Linked DNA regions of Mus musculus: region 2 is linked to region 1. Evidence: chromatin contacts called from public HiChIP or PLAC-seq data. All regions are on one chromosome and are shown on one strand. The core of a region is the stretch at or near the end of the contact, and the rest is flanking DNA. Distances in the headings are between cores, read along the strand shown.

What was found. HiChIP or PLAC-seq counts read pairs in DNA pulled down with a chosen protein or histone mark.
Region 2: a contact with region 1 is called in an H3K27ac HiChIP or PLAC-seq map of embryonic stem cells, with 5 read pairs. The contact joins the enhancer-like site here to the promoter of Ptgis in region 1. A contact is called at or near these places in 5 of 39 promoter capture datasets (3T3-L1-derived adipocytes, the HPC-7 cell line, hippocampal neurons and 1 more), 2 of 15 datasets of contacts at CTCF or cohesin (embryonic stem cells and large pre-B cells), 81 of 484 Hi-C or Micro-C datasets (the 3T3-L1 cell line, 3T3-L1-derived adipocytes, the AtT-20 cell line and 44 more), 15 of 115 datasets of contacts at active chromatin or transcription factors (the NIH/3T3 cell line, astrocytes, embryonic hindbrain and 5 more) and 3 of 9 other capture datasets (embryonic stem cells, liver and pancreatic islet).

The regions. Positions count from the first base shown.
Region 1 is chr2:167,235,949-167,243,749 of GRCm38.p6, reverse strand. It overlaps Ptgis (prostaglandin I2 (prostacyclin) synthase), which reads left to right and starts at 3,145. Exons shown (of 10, transcript NM_008968.4): 1 at 3,145-3,406. The coding sequence starts at 3,330.
Region 2 is chr2:167,396,539-167,404,339 of GRCm38.p6, reverse strand. No RefSeq gene overlaps it. Among named protein-coding and RNA genes, the nearest start is that of Slc9a8, 21 kb to the left of the region's middle. Within about 2 kb of position 4,524, at least 42 of the 459 cell types and tissues checked have an H3K27ac peak or open chromatin away from gene starts, as enhancers often do. A contact at or near this core is called in the HL-1 cell line, the NIH/3T3 cell line, embryonic fibroblasts and 5 more, where this site is marked.

The DNA.
Region 1 (7,801 bases), core at 1,896-4,395:
CCCTCAACCTGCCTTTGTTGGGACATTTTCATCACAGCAACAGAAAAAGAAACTACAACATCCAGGCCTTCAGATTTTCAGGATAACATCCTCTTCTAGCAATGTAAAGATTATGTTGGCCAGCTTTCAGAGACGTTTTGTTTTGTTTTGTTTTGTTTTGTTTTGAGACAGGGTTTCTCTGTGTAGCCCTGGCTGTCCTGGAACTCACTTTGTAGACCAGGCTAGCCTCAAATTCAGAAATTCACCTGTCTCTGCCTCCCAAGTGCTGGGATTAAAGGCATGTGCCACCACTGCCCGGCTTTCAGAGACTTTTTAAAGGTTTATATCAGTGGTCCTCAACCTTCCTAACACTGAAGCCCTTTAGTGCAGCTCCTCATTTGTGGTGATCCCCCTCCCACCCACACAAACACATAGAATTATTTTCATTGCTACTACATAATTGTAATTTTGCTACTGTTATACATCGTAATGTTAGTATCTGATCTGCAAGATATCTGATGTACACTCTGTGAAAGGGTCATTTGACCCCCAAAGGAGTCTCAACCCCCAAGTTGAGAACCACTGGTTTATATGGCTGCAAAAAATTTAAATGTGTGATGGTACACATGTGCCATGCTCTCCCCTCCCCTCCCCTCCCCTCCCCTCCCCTCCCCTCCCCTCCCCTCCCCTCCCCTCCTCCCCCTCCCTCTCTCATGTGAAAGTCAGAGAACAACTTGCTGGGTGGCCTCTATACACCCTTGGGTGGCCTGGAACTTGCTCTGTAGAGGAGGCTGGCTTCCAGCTCGCTCGGAGGGATCCACTTGCTTCTGCCTCTCTACTGCTGAGATTAGGGTGTGCATCACCATGCGCAGTCATCATCATTTTTGAGCACTGATAAATTAGATGTGCCTAAGCCCTTGTGTTACAAGCACATTCTAATAGTTTAGAGGATTAAACACTGGTTCCCCAAAGGACTGCAGATGCAGCTCTAAACTCTTCAGCCTTCTTTGGTTGTCTTGGAACGTGTTTTTGAAACTTTGTATCTGCTGATACTTTGGTTACAACCCTAAAACACTAATCTCGGTGGACTATTGTGTGTGATGGTTATTGTGACAACTTGATACAACCTGGGAAGAAAGTATGAGGGGGCTTTTATATTGGTATAATCTGTGGCTGTGTCCATGAGAAACTGCCTAAATTACCTGATATGGGAAGACTCAGGCAACATTCCCCAGGCAGGGAAATTCTGAGCTTGGATCCTGGTTTGGATGAAAACGGCCCCCATAGGCTTCATTTTGGTCAAGAAAGTAGGCGTCAGGCACTGCTCTGTGCCTGCTGCTCTCTCCTCGTATTATCAGATCAGACCAAGTGAAGAGGCCCTGTAACGAGGGGCCACTAAGCAGCAATGAGCTCTAAGTAGAAAAGGCACTGAGACACGGGAAGAAAATAAAAATCAAAAGATGCAGGGCAGCTGGGCATGGTAGCACATGCCTTTGATCCCTGAGCTTGGGAGGCAGAGACAGGCAGATTTCTGAGTTCGAGGCCAGCCTGGTCTATAAAGTGAGTTCCAGGACAGCCAGAGCTATACAGAGAAACCCTGTCTCAAAAAACCAAAAAAAGATGTAGGGTGAGAGGCCAAATCTGCCTGGACCACAGACATACCAGCACAGAGCAGGCTGGCTTGTACCAGCTCCTCCCAGCATCGCTGCGGCTGGGAGCTCAGGCAGAAGCAAGCGCTCTTCCCACTCAGGCTTTCCTCTCAGCTCCTGAGAGGGGCACAGCTCAGAAATGTCCATGTGGGTCCAATAGGTGACATGGCATCTCATATTCATCCAGACGGAGGAATAGACAAAGTGTTGGTGGTGTCTGTCAGCTTAACTTGTGAACATACAACAGCCCCTCATGCTGACAACCCAGGTAACGGGTCAACCTGGGGCGCCAGTCACCTTCCTGGAAAATAGAGAAGGACTGGCAAAACTCCCACAGCTGAATCTACCCATCTGCTTACCCTCTGGCCTTTGTCTCATGGGTGTCTATAAATGTTAAGACCTGCCATAGACATGGAGAGAGAGAATAGGTCTTAGCCTGCTTTGGCCGATAAACAAGTCCACTCTCCTTTGTCAGCCTTTTCCCCTGATTGCTTCAGAAATACAGAGAAACCAAAGTAGTGGGCTTTGGACCTGAGTATCAGTTAATTGGCTTGCTCTTTCGGGTAGAGGACAAGGTTTACTGGTAAGGGTGGCCTCAGCAAATGTGTTTGTTCTGGAGGGAGCATGTAGGAATGTAGCTGTGTTCTGAGTGACAAGGAGCTGTGGTAGGATGGTAGGCTCTGGGCAAGTATAGGGAAGGTTCTGGTAGGGCGTGTGCGTGTGTTTGTGTGTGTGTGTGTGTGTGTGTGTGTGAGAGAGAGAGAGAGAGAGAGAGAGAGAGAGAGAGAGAGAGAGAGAGAGAGAGAGAAAGAGAGAGATGACTGGGTATATGGAGCTCAGATTGGTTTCCAACTCACTGTGTAGCCAAATCTGGCCTTGAATGCCCCCTCATCCTCCTGCCTCCACCTTCCAAGTGCTGGGGCTTACAGGCTCAGCTCTGGTACTGTGGGGAAGTGTGACTACAGAAAATGAACCCAGAAGCCAGAGGGTCAGCTGGGGTAACAACTTGGGGGATGGGAGGAGCAGATGGGAACATACAAGAGGAACACTGTCAGGACTAGGGTGGGGGACCCAGCTTCACCTTTCCCTAACACCTGGGAGAAAGTCTACAATCACCTTTTCTTGGCAGACACATTGGCTGCTCTCAGATAAGTATAGCCCTGACCATTGGTCTTCGAAAGAAACACTCCTCTAGGCTAAGTCCATCCAGAGTGTTAAGTGGTGTGTGTGTGTGTGTGTGTGTGTGTGTGTGTGTGTGTGTAAGTAAAGCAGGGATGGGGTTTGACTCCCTAATGTAATATGACCACAGACAGCTTGCGATCGTCACCACAGTCAGGTCTGTGGGCTTGGGGCAGTCTTGTGTGGCTTTAGTTCCTGGTGAGGGGGACAGGGCTGGCGTGGGGGATGGGCTGGGAACCGTGGTTGCAAGAATGTGGCCGGAAGGCTCCCCTGGTCCGCTTTGGTCCAGTCTCCTCCTCTCTGCCCCCTTCCACCACCACCAGGGGCCCGCCTCCCCAACCCCCTCTCCTCTCCTCTGCGGCAGCCCGGCCATCCCTCCCTTCCCGCTCCTTCCTCTCCATCCACGTTTTCCAGTCGGACCCCTAGAGTCGGGGCCTTTGGGGCTGGCTGGGTTGAGAATCCTGCGGTCCGGTGTTGGTGGCGGTGACTTGTTGCCACCCTGCAGCCGCACACCCTCGAGCCATGTCCTGGGCTGCTCTGCTCGGCCTCCTGGCCGTGCTATTGCTGTTGCTGCTGCTGCTGAGCCGCCGGCGCGCGCGGTGAGTATTCCCCGTGACCCGTCAGGGTGCGGAAAGGACGCCAGGTGAAATTCAGGGTCGGCGGCGTGGGACCCGGACAGTGTTGGTACTACCCACTCTGTAGCCTGCACGGTGTCCCACGCCCTGGACTCCTAGACTTTCTGTGGCTCCATCCCGGGTGGGAACGCTGAGGCTGGGGACTGGCCGCGATGCCTGGCCACGGTCACACTGATCGAGGAATTCCCACTCATGGATGAGGGTCTAATATGGGATCCAGGACATACCTGCCAGCGTAGAAATTTGGGTAGAGTCGAAACAGATCCTTGGTCCTTTAAAAGTGTAGTGCTTTGTGGCAACTCTGCCATTTAGGAGAAAAACCAAAAACTTCTCTTCATCCCAGGGAGTCCGTCTGGCAGTAGGTCTTTGTGTAAGGCATTTAAAAATTAGTTTGAATAGCACAGAATCAGAATACATTTGATTTAAACCAAGCAAGTCCCTTCCCACCCTGACTCTCCTTCTCCCTTCCCCAGGCCTTTCCTGTTGCTCGATTTGGGCAGAACTTTCCAGATTTAAAAAACAAACAAACAAACAAACAAACAAAACAAACAAAAACTAGTCTTCCCCCTCCAGACACATATTCACTACTGCAGACTAGTTTGAGAGTTTCAGAGAAGTGGCAAATGTTATCGCCTTCCCTCCTGCTACCCCTCCGGAGGCTTGCATCCTATATTCTTTTAGGGTGTTTGTCCCATTTAGAAGCCAGCCCTGGTCCCTGCCTAGTAGCTGAATTTCAGACTCTGGAATGTCCATCAGTCTCCGCAGTCAGCTTCCAGGGCCTGGGCTTGTCCAACCCCACATCCCCAGATGTTTCGAGAGTTGCTCTCCTCCTTGGACTCCAGCTCGGATGATGGGGGCAGCTCTGCTGCGTGTTTACATTAGAGCGCCTGAAAAGCCCAGAAACCCCCGAGACTTGAGTTTTTAAACAATGTGTGAGCTGAGCTCACCCCAGGCTCGCTTCCAGGTGAAAGTTAAAACCATATATTCGCTTATCGGCCCCAAAAGGAGGGAACGAAAATTCAAGAGCCGTTCCTGTTAGGAATAGCTGGGTGTCTTTAGCTGTGGGCTCTCTCCGCACCAGATCTGTGTTTTCGGCTTCCAGCATTTCCTTTCTCACACCAGATGTTAGAGGTGACATCTGTTTCCACTTCTGGGCAGGTGTTCGTGGGCTTTATCTTTATCCATTCTGCCCGTGTTTTTGCCCGTGGGCTTTCTGGTTGTTGTGAGAGCATTCTTTTTAAAACGCGTTCTATATATTTGTTTTAGTGTGTGTATGGATGTGTGTGCACCGTGGTACCCATGTGCACGTGGTACCCATGTCAGAGGATGACTTACAGGTGTCAGTTCTCACCATGTGGGTCCTGAGGATCCAATTCAGGTCATCAGGTTGGTGGCAGACACCTTTACCCGCGGAGCCATCTTGCCGGCCCTACTTGAATAGTTTTTTGTGTTCCACACATGGTGCTTTTTGTTGTCTGCTGGGGTCTGTAGCCTGTGCGACACCCTGGGGCAGGTACAGCAGCAAGGAAGAGGATGGACCGTGTGAGGCAGGGCCTCTGGCTGTTCTCTCAGCAGGGACGGTCCCTCCCTGCCTGTGGGGCAAGTTAGTGTCCTCTGTCCCAGTTCTCAGCGTCTAAAGAGATGAGATGATGGTGATGACAATGGTGATGATGATGGTAGTGGTGATGATGATGGCAGTGAAGGGTGAACACCTCCCAGCAGCAAGGTTTGGGCTGATTCTTGTTGGCTGACAATCTGAGAGTTCTTTTATCTTGGTATGAAACTGTTTTTTATACCTCTGGGTGTTAGAAAAGAAGAGCCTACTGTTGCACAAAGAAACACAGAGACAAAGCAGGGAAGAAAAAAACAAAAAACCAAAAACCTAGTCGGGTAATTTCTTTTCGGAAAAGGCTGCACGGTGACCTGAGCCTGGCTGGCAGTAGCTTGATTAGCACCTGACCATCCGTCTTGTCTCTAATCTTCTGTACTTTTCCAAGACACAGCCCTGGCCTGCTGTAAATTCACATGAACCTCCCAGGTCTGGCCATGTCAGTCATTTCCCAGTGATGTTTGGTTAATTCTCGGAGCATGGCTGGGAAATCTCTAAGACCCCTCTAAAAACCAGTAAAAACATCATATAAAACAACATGTCAGACTTTCAAAAACTCCTCCGAAGCGGACTATGGTTATTTCTTAGTTTGATATGAAAGCACGTTGACTTCCCTGGCAACAGAGTCCGTGTGTTGGCATCTCCTTTGGAACTCCCATTTCCATGACCGAATTAGGTGAAGAACCAAAACCAGACAGGGGTTTGGACGTGGGACTGAATGCCTGTGTTGTAGAACTTCTAGGGGTGCAGTGATCCTCTGACGTCTCCGTGGTAAGGGGACCTGCCATCTTAGTTATGCCATGTGGTTGGTCCATAGCCTTCATCATCTTGATGATGTCACTCGTCAAGATGGTGACCAAGTCACACTCTTGCCTCCATCCTGATAGGTCACTGGGCAAGATGGCAACAAACCTCCTGGTTACGTTTTGACTGCTCTGAGCTCAGTTCTGTGATGAAATGGGCCCATCCCCATCAGGACACACATCGAGGGATCCATGCTTTCCACTGTCAGGCTCAGGGTGGACTGTCAGTCAGGCTCAGGGTGGACTGTCAAGCTCAGGTCTAGGCTACCAAACTGAAGAAACAAGAAATTCCTTGGTCCCAACCCAAGGCAGGGAGTCCCTGTGTCTTACCATAGACTCTAAGTGAGAGTCAAACAATGCCACCCGGATGTCATTTTGAAGTCCCCCAGGGCTCCTATACACGGTCTGTTTCTGGGCTGGGGGTCCAGTGAAGGAAGTGGAAATAACTGGGAGGTGCGCCCAGTGCCTTTAGGGGGCGCTATTTCTCTGGAAGCACACGGAGAAACTGGGTGGGGAAGTGTGAGCTTGGTGTTACCTGGGCATGGCGTGGCCTGAGTCTGCTCTGTGACCCTCTTCGGACTGGCAGGGATTGTTTCCCCCCTTCATGAACATTTGTATATCATATGTGTGCCTGCCGCCTTAGACAGCAGAAGAAAGCATCCGCTTATAGGTGGTTATCATATGGCTGTTAGGAACTGAACCTGAGGCCTTTTAACCACCAAGCCATTTCTCTAGCCAGTACTGGCAGGAATTTAAGCCCCTGAGAAACCAGCTTGTTAAAATAGTTAATCCTGATTTAAAACCTTAGTAGCTTCTACGGTGATAGTTTTTCTCAGTCACAGAAGCAGCTGCCTGGGACCATGTGGTTCAAGATGGTATTGGGCCTAACCATGTCTCTTCTTCCTTCCGCCAAGCCAGATCCAAAGTCTCCCAGGTTCTCTGAGCGAATGGGTTGGAAAGGGCCAGAAGGAAGAATCCCACACCCAGAGAAGGGTGATTGGACGTTAGATTTTGGAGGTCTCTCGAATTGTTCAGGAGGGGCATTTTGAACAGGACGGAAAATCTGGGAAAAAAATCTATGTCCCTTTTCTCTTTTTTTGGCCTGATTATTTTACATTCCAAACCTTAAAGCTCACGGCCCCATTCTAAGGAGGGTTCTGTGTCTAAATACAGAGTCCACTCACTGTAATATTTTCCTGGGCCCTTCACTGAATTGCTGAGAAAATTTCCATTCTGGGATCGTTACTGATTTGAGAGAGTCTCGTCTGCCCAAGACCCCGTGGGCTGCGGCAATAGGCCACGGGAGATGTCTCCATTAAGGGAAAGGCTCCAAACACTCTCCAAGGTGGCTTTGAAATGTGGGGTAGACCTCAAAGTTGTCAGATGAACATAATCTTGATGTCGCACAAACACACCAACAACATGAAAGTAAGTAGGCAAGGGTTTGGTTTGTGTAAAATGTGTGCACCAGGACCCAAACCAGGCTGGCAAGTGCAAAGGATATGAAGGACATGTGTGATGGATGCGGTCAGCTGTGGGTCGGATGTGGTCAGCTGTGGGTCATCAAGTCCTGGGAATGATGCAGCCTCACCGGTGGGGGAGGCAAGATTTTCATAAAGGTTTTACAGGGTGGGGGGAATTTATGAAATATTGGGCCTTGGTGGGCTAGCCACCTTTTTTTTTCTCCCTTCCTAAGACAAGGTTTCTCTGTGTAACCCTAGCTGTCCTTTAGACAAGATTGCCCTCGAACTTACAGAGATCCACCCGCCTCTGCCTCCCCAAGTGCTGGGATTAAAGGCGTGTGCCTCCACCGCCACCACCTGTGCACTAGCTAACGTTTTATAGAAACCAAAACCAAAAACGTTTCTCAAACGGGCACCTGGGAAGGTGGATGAGAAGACTGGGGCACTCTGGTTATTCCCATTTAATTAAAAAAAAAGAAAAAAA
Region 2 (7,801 bases), core at 3,275-5,774, 160 kb before region 1:
CAGTGTCCTCCATTTGCAGTGAGTGAGCTCATGACATATTCAGAGCCATGCCTATTACATATATACCTTCTCGAAGTTTCCCCCAGCCCTGACCTGCATCTGTGGTGGGGCAGCTGATCAAGGTGGGCTGAGTGCCTCTGCTGTCTCCGTTAGAAGCCCAGGTTGTGGTGACTTTTAACCATAGCTTTCTTATCTCACTGAAGACCTAGAAGGGAAATTTTTTTCTATTTCCTATCTGGAGAACCCTGATTCCCACAAATAGGGGAGTCAACGGAGCCTTCTGCCTATGGAAAGGAGCATGGAAAGAGCTCAGAATGGGGGGTGGGGGATTGAGAGATAAGGGGATGGAGGACTGGGAAGTGGGCACAGAGAATCTGGAGACTGGAGGCCAGAGTGCCTGCCCCTGAATCCCTGCAAGGTCACCTGTGCCTGTGACAGTGCACAGTTCATTCAACTTGGAATTACAGACATGGCAGAGGATGACCTGGAATCCAGACCGACCCTCTGCCTCTGCCTCTCTTCCTCTCAAATGATGAGGTTGCAGAATCACAGCCCAGCCCCTGGTTTTTGTTGCTGGTATTTTTTGAGACTGTCTCTCACTATGCCGTCCAGCCTGGCTTTGAACTCGCAGAGAAGGTCCTGCGACTGCTTCTTGTACTGGGATTACAAGTGGAGCCCAACATGTAGGCTTTGAAAATATCTTCAGGGACTGGAGAGATGGCTCGGCAGTTGAAAGCACCTCCTGCTCTTGCAGAGGACCCTGTTTCAGTTTCCAACACCCAGATCGTGTGGATCCTAACTCCAGCTCCAAGGGACCCGGTACCCTTTTCCAGCCTCCTGAGGCACACTTGCATGTGCTCATGCACTCACACACACACACACACACACACACAATTCAAAAGAAAGAATATATTATAATAATGAGCCAAAGCTGCTTCTACTTGTGGGTGGGCGGGCGCTGAGCCAGTCCTGACTCCCTGTGGCACTGTGGCAATGGCAAGTGCTTTAGTGCCCTTGAGTTTGAGAACTATAAACTATATTGCTCGGGTAATTCTTGCCTGGGCATGAAGTCACCCTTGTTTGCTCAAGTCCCTGTTCTCTGAAACATGAGGAACTTTCTCAGGCCCGGGTGGGTCCCGTGGTCCCCTCCTCTGTCCTATCCTGTATTTGCACTTGGAGTGGAGGGGGAAAAGGGCCCTGACTCACTCAGCTCTGGCTTTGTTTAACGTAGTTTCGGTTTGGTTTGGTGTGGAGTTTTTGTTTTGTGTTGTGTTTCGAGATGGAGACTCACACGGAGCTGAGGATGATCTTAAACTCCTGACCCTCTCAGTTCTCCACTTCCCAAGCGTAAGGATTTCAGGTTGTGCCACCAGTCCGGTGCCTCTGCTTTCTCTGGCCACTTACATGCCCGCTTCAGTGTTCTGTTCCGTCTATAAGTATGGTGGGGTTGGGGGATGGGTATGGGGGACTTTTGGGATAGCATTGAAAATGTAAACGAGGAAAATACCTAATTAAAAAAAAAAGTATGGGAAGAGAAAAAAAAAAAAGTATGGTGGGGCACACTTTTAATTCCAGCACTCTGTAAAAAGAGGTAGGCAGATCTCTGTATGTTTGAAGCCAGCCTGGTATACATAGTTAGTTCAGGACAGCTAGAGCTACAGTGAGATCTGTCAATTAAAAGTTTAAAATGCCTCTTGGGTTCCAGCTTGCACCGAGGAGGCAGGCCCAGCATCAGGAGGGCCGTGGGGCATCCAGCGGTGGGAGGGGTTTCTCCTGCCTCTGATGTGTCTTTCACATCGAGGTACCCACCAAGGCTTGTTTGTTTTGTTTTATTTGAAGACAGGTCTCTCTCACTAAGCAGCCAGGCTAGACTCAGACTTGCTGCATGCAATCCCCCTGTCTCTGCCTCCAGGGAGGTGCTGGGATCACAGGCATGTGCCACCCTTTCCAGTTCCAGGGCTTTTAAATTCAGTTTTTCGTATATTTTATGTATATGTTGCATTGTTCACTCGCATGTCCGTTTATGTACCCTTATGTGCCTGGTGCTCGCAGAGGCCAGAAGAAGGTATCGAGTCCCCTGTCTGCGGTTACAGTTGTGAGCCACCTTGTGAGAGCTGGTGATCATACCTTCCTCTGCAAGAGCAGCCAGTGGCCGTCTCCCAGTCCCTCTACTGCTTTTAATGAATTAATTTCTGCTCAGCAGGCTGGGTCTCATGTAGCCCCTCAAATCCCCTCCTAGCTAAGGATGGTCTTGTTGTTCCACCTCCTAGGTACTAGGATCACAGGCATGCACCACTATGCTTAGTTTATGGGGTGCTGGGAGTAGAACCTAGGGCTTCACGCTTGCTAAGGAAGCGCTCTACCGACTGAGCTACATACATCCTTAGTCTTCTAGTTGACTCTGTTGTCTGCAGTGTAGAGCTCCCTGCCCAAGTACTCAGCGTCTGTTGAAGGAATGAGTGAATGAACTTGTGAATGAATGAATGAATGAATGAACATTTTGGGAACTCCTCCGTTCCCACTGTTTCCATCCTGAGAAGGAACGTCAGAGTCTACCTCCCAGGTCCTGGTGCACAGAGTTCTTTCAAAGGTCAGGGATGGTCTTATCCCCTGGAGGCCTTCAGATGAAAGGGTGGAGGAAGGACTGAGGGCTGGCTGCTTTGGGGTCAGCTGAGGGGGAGCTGTCCGTGCTTGGTGACGGAGGGAGGAAGCAGCCTTTGGATCCTGCTCAGGAACAGCCTGGGGCAGGGGGATTTCCTCTTTGCCTGGCCTTTCTGTTGTGCAAACCATAAATCACTTTAAATAGTGATTTTTGTAAAATTACAATTATGAGTCATTTGATGGTGATGATGTTTCTCTTATAAGATTTATTTTATTTATTTTATGTATATGAGGGCACTGTAGCTGTACATGGTTGTGGTTGCGATGGTTGTGGTTGCTGGGATTGAACTCAGGACCCAGAGCGCTCCTGCCCCGATCGCTCCGGCCCAAAGATTTATTATTATACGTAAATTCACTGTACCTGTCCTCAGACACACCAGAGGAGGGCGTCAGATCTCATTACGGATGGTTGTGAGCCACCATATGGTTGCTGGGATTTGAACTCAGGACCTTCAGAAGAACAGTCAGCGCTCTTAACCACTGAGCCATTTCTCCAGCCGGGTGACGATGATTTTTGTGACAGGGTCTATGTAGTCCTGCCTATACTGGAGCTTGATATGTAAACCAGGCTGGTCTGGAACTCACAGAGATCTGCCTGCTTCCGCCTCCCCAGTGCTGGGATTAAAGGCGTGCACTACTATCATGTGTATGTGAATGTCCATAGGTAGGTATTCATGAGTGTCAGTACTGGAGGAGCCCAAACATGTCAGATTCCCCTGGACCTGGAGTCACAGATGGCTGTGAGCTGTCCAGTGTGGTGGGTGTTGGGAACTTGAGTTTGGTCTTCCACAGAGCAGTTAATCAGAGTTATCTCTCTAGCCCCACTAGGCAGATATATTTAAAAGTCGGCTTATACTTGGTGTCAGTTGGAAGAGTTTAGCTGTGAAGGGTCTAAGATGGAATTTGTTTGCAAGCGGTCTGTTTAGGAGACAACAATCCCCAGAAACTCAGCTGGAGAGCAAGCACGGAGGGCCATGGGAGGGGGAAAGCCTAGCTTGCCGACAGTCACTCAGCAGGCAGCTAGCCTGGGCTCCTGGGCTCATCACGATGGGGACTCTGAGACTTGGGGTAGTACGCCCCTCAGAATTGTCCACTTGAGAACAAGAGAGCCACCAGCTCCTGTCAATCATGGGTTAAGTGGTGCTCCCTGGGGAATGCTTCCCCCACTTTTCATACATGTCTTCTCAACACCTGTGGGGGACAAAACCCTTGAGCCAAGATCATAGGTGCTGGGATCTCCTGGGCCATCATGCATGAGGATGGTGGGGGATGGGGGATAGGCTGAGAACCAGCATCATCCCTGACACAGGCATGCACTGAGGAAGCAAGGAAGTCAGCATGTGGGGACGTGATGTGGCTTTGGGTGCAGATACTGCCTCCTGTGTTCCCAGGACTTGGTGTTTCATGAGCCATGGCCACCTTTGAGCTTTAGGCTTCCCTGGTTCATCTCAGCAGAAAGAAAGCCTTCCTGACCTGGCAAGGTGGCTCAGAGAGTAAAAAACGGATTGCTGCCAAGCCTGACAATCTGAGTTCGGTCCCTGGAGGGGAGAACTGCCTCCAACAAGTGGTCCTTTGGCTTTCACATATTGGTCATGGTGCTCAAGTGCCCCTTGGTATGCTACACACAAAATAAGCAAATTACATATGCATAAACATTTAAAAGAAACCAATGCCTTCCCAATAATTCTAGCAAAATCCTGGGGTTTGAAGCAGATGCGTTGGTGTGCACATGCAATCCCAGCATCTGGAAAGCTGAATCAGAAGGGTCACAAGTTCAAGGACAGCCTGGACTACATAGTGAGCCCTGTTCCCGGAAAACCAAACTACTCCTCTGCCTTCCAAATTCCAAAGGCTGACTCATCGGCTGCTCGGGACATGCGAGCATCTCTGGATCCACTCATCGCGGAGCAATGAGATTGGCTGGTCCACCAGCTTCATGCACTTAGCCTTCTTTGGACCCATGGCTCAAGCAAACCCCACAGGCCTCAGCATGGGCATGCAGAGGAAAGGGGCATCACAGATATCAGGGTGTTGTGAAGGAGTGGGGAGCTGACAGGACAGGTGAAAGCCACTGTTAGCAGGGTATGGTGACTGGGCGTGGTGGCGCACACCTTTAATCCCAGCACTTGGGAGGCAGTGGCAGGCAGATTTCTGAGTTTGAGGCCAGCCTGGTCTACAGTGTGAGTTCCAGGACAGCCAGGGCTGTACAGAGAAACCCTGTCTCAAACAAAACAAAACAAAACAAAACAAAGCAGGGTGTGGTGGCGCACACTGACATCCCTCAGGAGGGGGACTATCACTGAGGTGAAACACCATGACCAAAAGAAGTTGGGGAGGAAAGGGTTTATTTGGCTTCCACATCATAGTCCATCACTGGAGGATGTCAGAACAGGATCTCAAGCGGGGCAGAAACCTGGAAGCAGGAGCTGCTTACTGACTTGCTTCCCATGGCTTACTCTGTCTGCTTTCTCATAGACCCCAGGATCTCCAGCCCAGGGATGGCCCCTCCCACAATGGCTGGGCGCTTCCTCGTGGATCACCAATTAAGAAAACAACTCGCAGCTGGATCTTATGTAGGCCTCTTCTCAACTGAGGTCCCTCTAGCATGGTGTGTCACACTGACATAAAACTAGCCAGGACAGAGGCTTAGGCAAAATACTTTTTTTTCCAGCCCCCAAAATACTTTTTTTTGGGGGGGGGCAGTTTTGAGACAGGGTTTCTCTGGGTATCCCTGGCTGTCCTGGAACTCACTCTGTAGACCAGGCTGGCCTTGAACTCAGAAATCTGCCTGCCTCTGTCTCCCGAGTGCTGGGATTAAAGGCGTGTGCTACCATGCCCGGCTTTAAATGTAAATTAATACATGTGTATTTTAAAAAATATTGCTCAGTGGTATAGTGCTTTTTTAGCATGTTTAACAGCCCTAGGGGCAATCCCAGGAAGGAAGGAAGGAAGGAAGGAGGATATAATGGATCTACAGCAGGGACTGGCTGTATTTTCCTCTGTGCAGCCATAGGAAGTCTCTATTACATGCTCTTGTCTCTTCATAGTTTTTCTTCAAGCTTTGTTTTATTAGTTTGTTGTATTTTCAAGTCAGGGTTTCTCTGTGTAGCCCTGGCTGTCCTGGAACTTACCCTGTAGATCAGGCTGGCCTTGAACTCACAGAGATCCACCTGCCTCTGCCTTTGCCTCTAGAATGTTGGGACTAAAGGTGTGTGCTACCACTGCCTGGCTTTCTCCAAGCTTTTAAATTAAAAAGGCTTTTTAAAAACAACAACAACAACAACAGGATCTCATGTAGCCCAGGCTAGTCTTACATTTGCTATGTAGCTGGGGATAATTTTGAACCTCTGATCCTGCTTTGGTTCTCCAGCCAGTGCTGCAGGCTTGAGAACACACACACACATGCATACACACTACATACATACACACACACATATATACACAGACACATACACACACACATACACACATACACACACACATACATACTACATACATACACATACACACACATACACACACATACTACATACACACACACACATATATACACAGACACATGCACACACATACACACACACATACACATACATACTACATACATACATACACACAAACATATATACACACATACACACACATACACACATATACACACATGCATACTACATACATACACACATACACACACACACATACTACATACATACATACACACACATATATACACATACACATACACATACACACATACACATACACACATACATACTACATACATACATACATACACACACATATATACACACATACATACACACATACACACACACACATACACACACACACATACATACTACACACACACACACACACACATACACACACACACATACACGCATACACACACATACATCATGTCTGTGGTGCTAGGGATAGAACTAACGTTTTTGTGAATGCTAGACACTCCACCCACTGATCAACAGCCTCAGAACTGGGCTTTTGTTTGTTTGTTTTTTGTTTATTAACCTTTTTTTTTTCTTTTATTGAAACAGAATCTCATTGAGCTGCCCAAACTGAACTTGAACTCCTGACGATCCTCCTGCCTTATTCTCTGCATGCACCAGGTCAGCAGACTTTAAAAAGCATTCTTTGGCCAGGCATGTCTAGGAGGTGGGGAGTGGCAGCCAGCCGCATGGTCTGGAGCACACTGGGGCCCTGGGCTCTGGTTCCTCAACTATGGAAAGACTATCATCTCTTTCACAAGACTGACTACAAACAGGTATTGGACATCTTCCTGTCACCAAGCCAAAACACTGGACACAGCAAAACTACAGAAAGAAGACAGTTCCTTGGGTTCACACTTTTGGAACTCTGGGTATCCTGTGGGGGGTGGGGGTGGGGTGGTCCAGATGGTGTGGAGCCTAAGGAATGCAAAGACCCCGAAACCAGGAAACAAAATAGAAAGGGGATCTATGGAGTCCCACCATTCCTTTCCAGCAACTTAAAGTGAAATGGAGGCACAAGGAACTCACTCTGTAGACCAGGCTGGCCTTGAATTCACAGAGCTCCGCCTGCCTCTGCTTCCCAAGTCCTGGGATTAAAGGCGTGCGCCACCACCATCCAGTGGTCCCTTTATTTTTTGAAGTAATTTACTTTTATTTTATGTCCATTGGTGTTTTGCCTGTCTGTGTGAGGGTGTCAGATCCCCTGGAACTGGAGCTACAGACAGTTGTGAGCTGCCATGTGGCTGCTGGGAATTGAAGCCAACTGAGTCCTCTGGAAGAGCAGCCAGTGCTCTTAACACTGAGTCATTTCTCCAGTCCTTGTTTTTTTTTTTTGTTTGTTTGTTTGTTTGTTTTGGGGGGATTGTTTTTGTTTTTGAGCCGGTTCTCATGTATCCCAGGCTAGCCTTAAACTGTCTATGTAGTTAACTCTTGTGCGCGCCCTGGCTCGCCAGCAAGAACGATGCTGCAACAGGATCCTTCCGCACACATTTATTGGGAGAGCTTGATTGCAGAGGCGAAGAGAGTCCAAACCCCGAACTGGTGCTGCTTATATAGGCCTAGGAGAGGCGTGCCTCACACCCAGATTGGTTATGCATGGGTTATGCTTACCACCTCATTTGCATGCCTACATC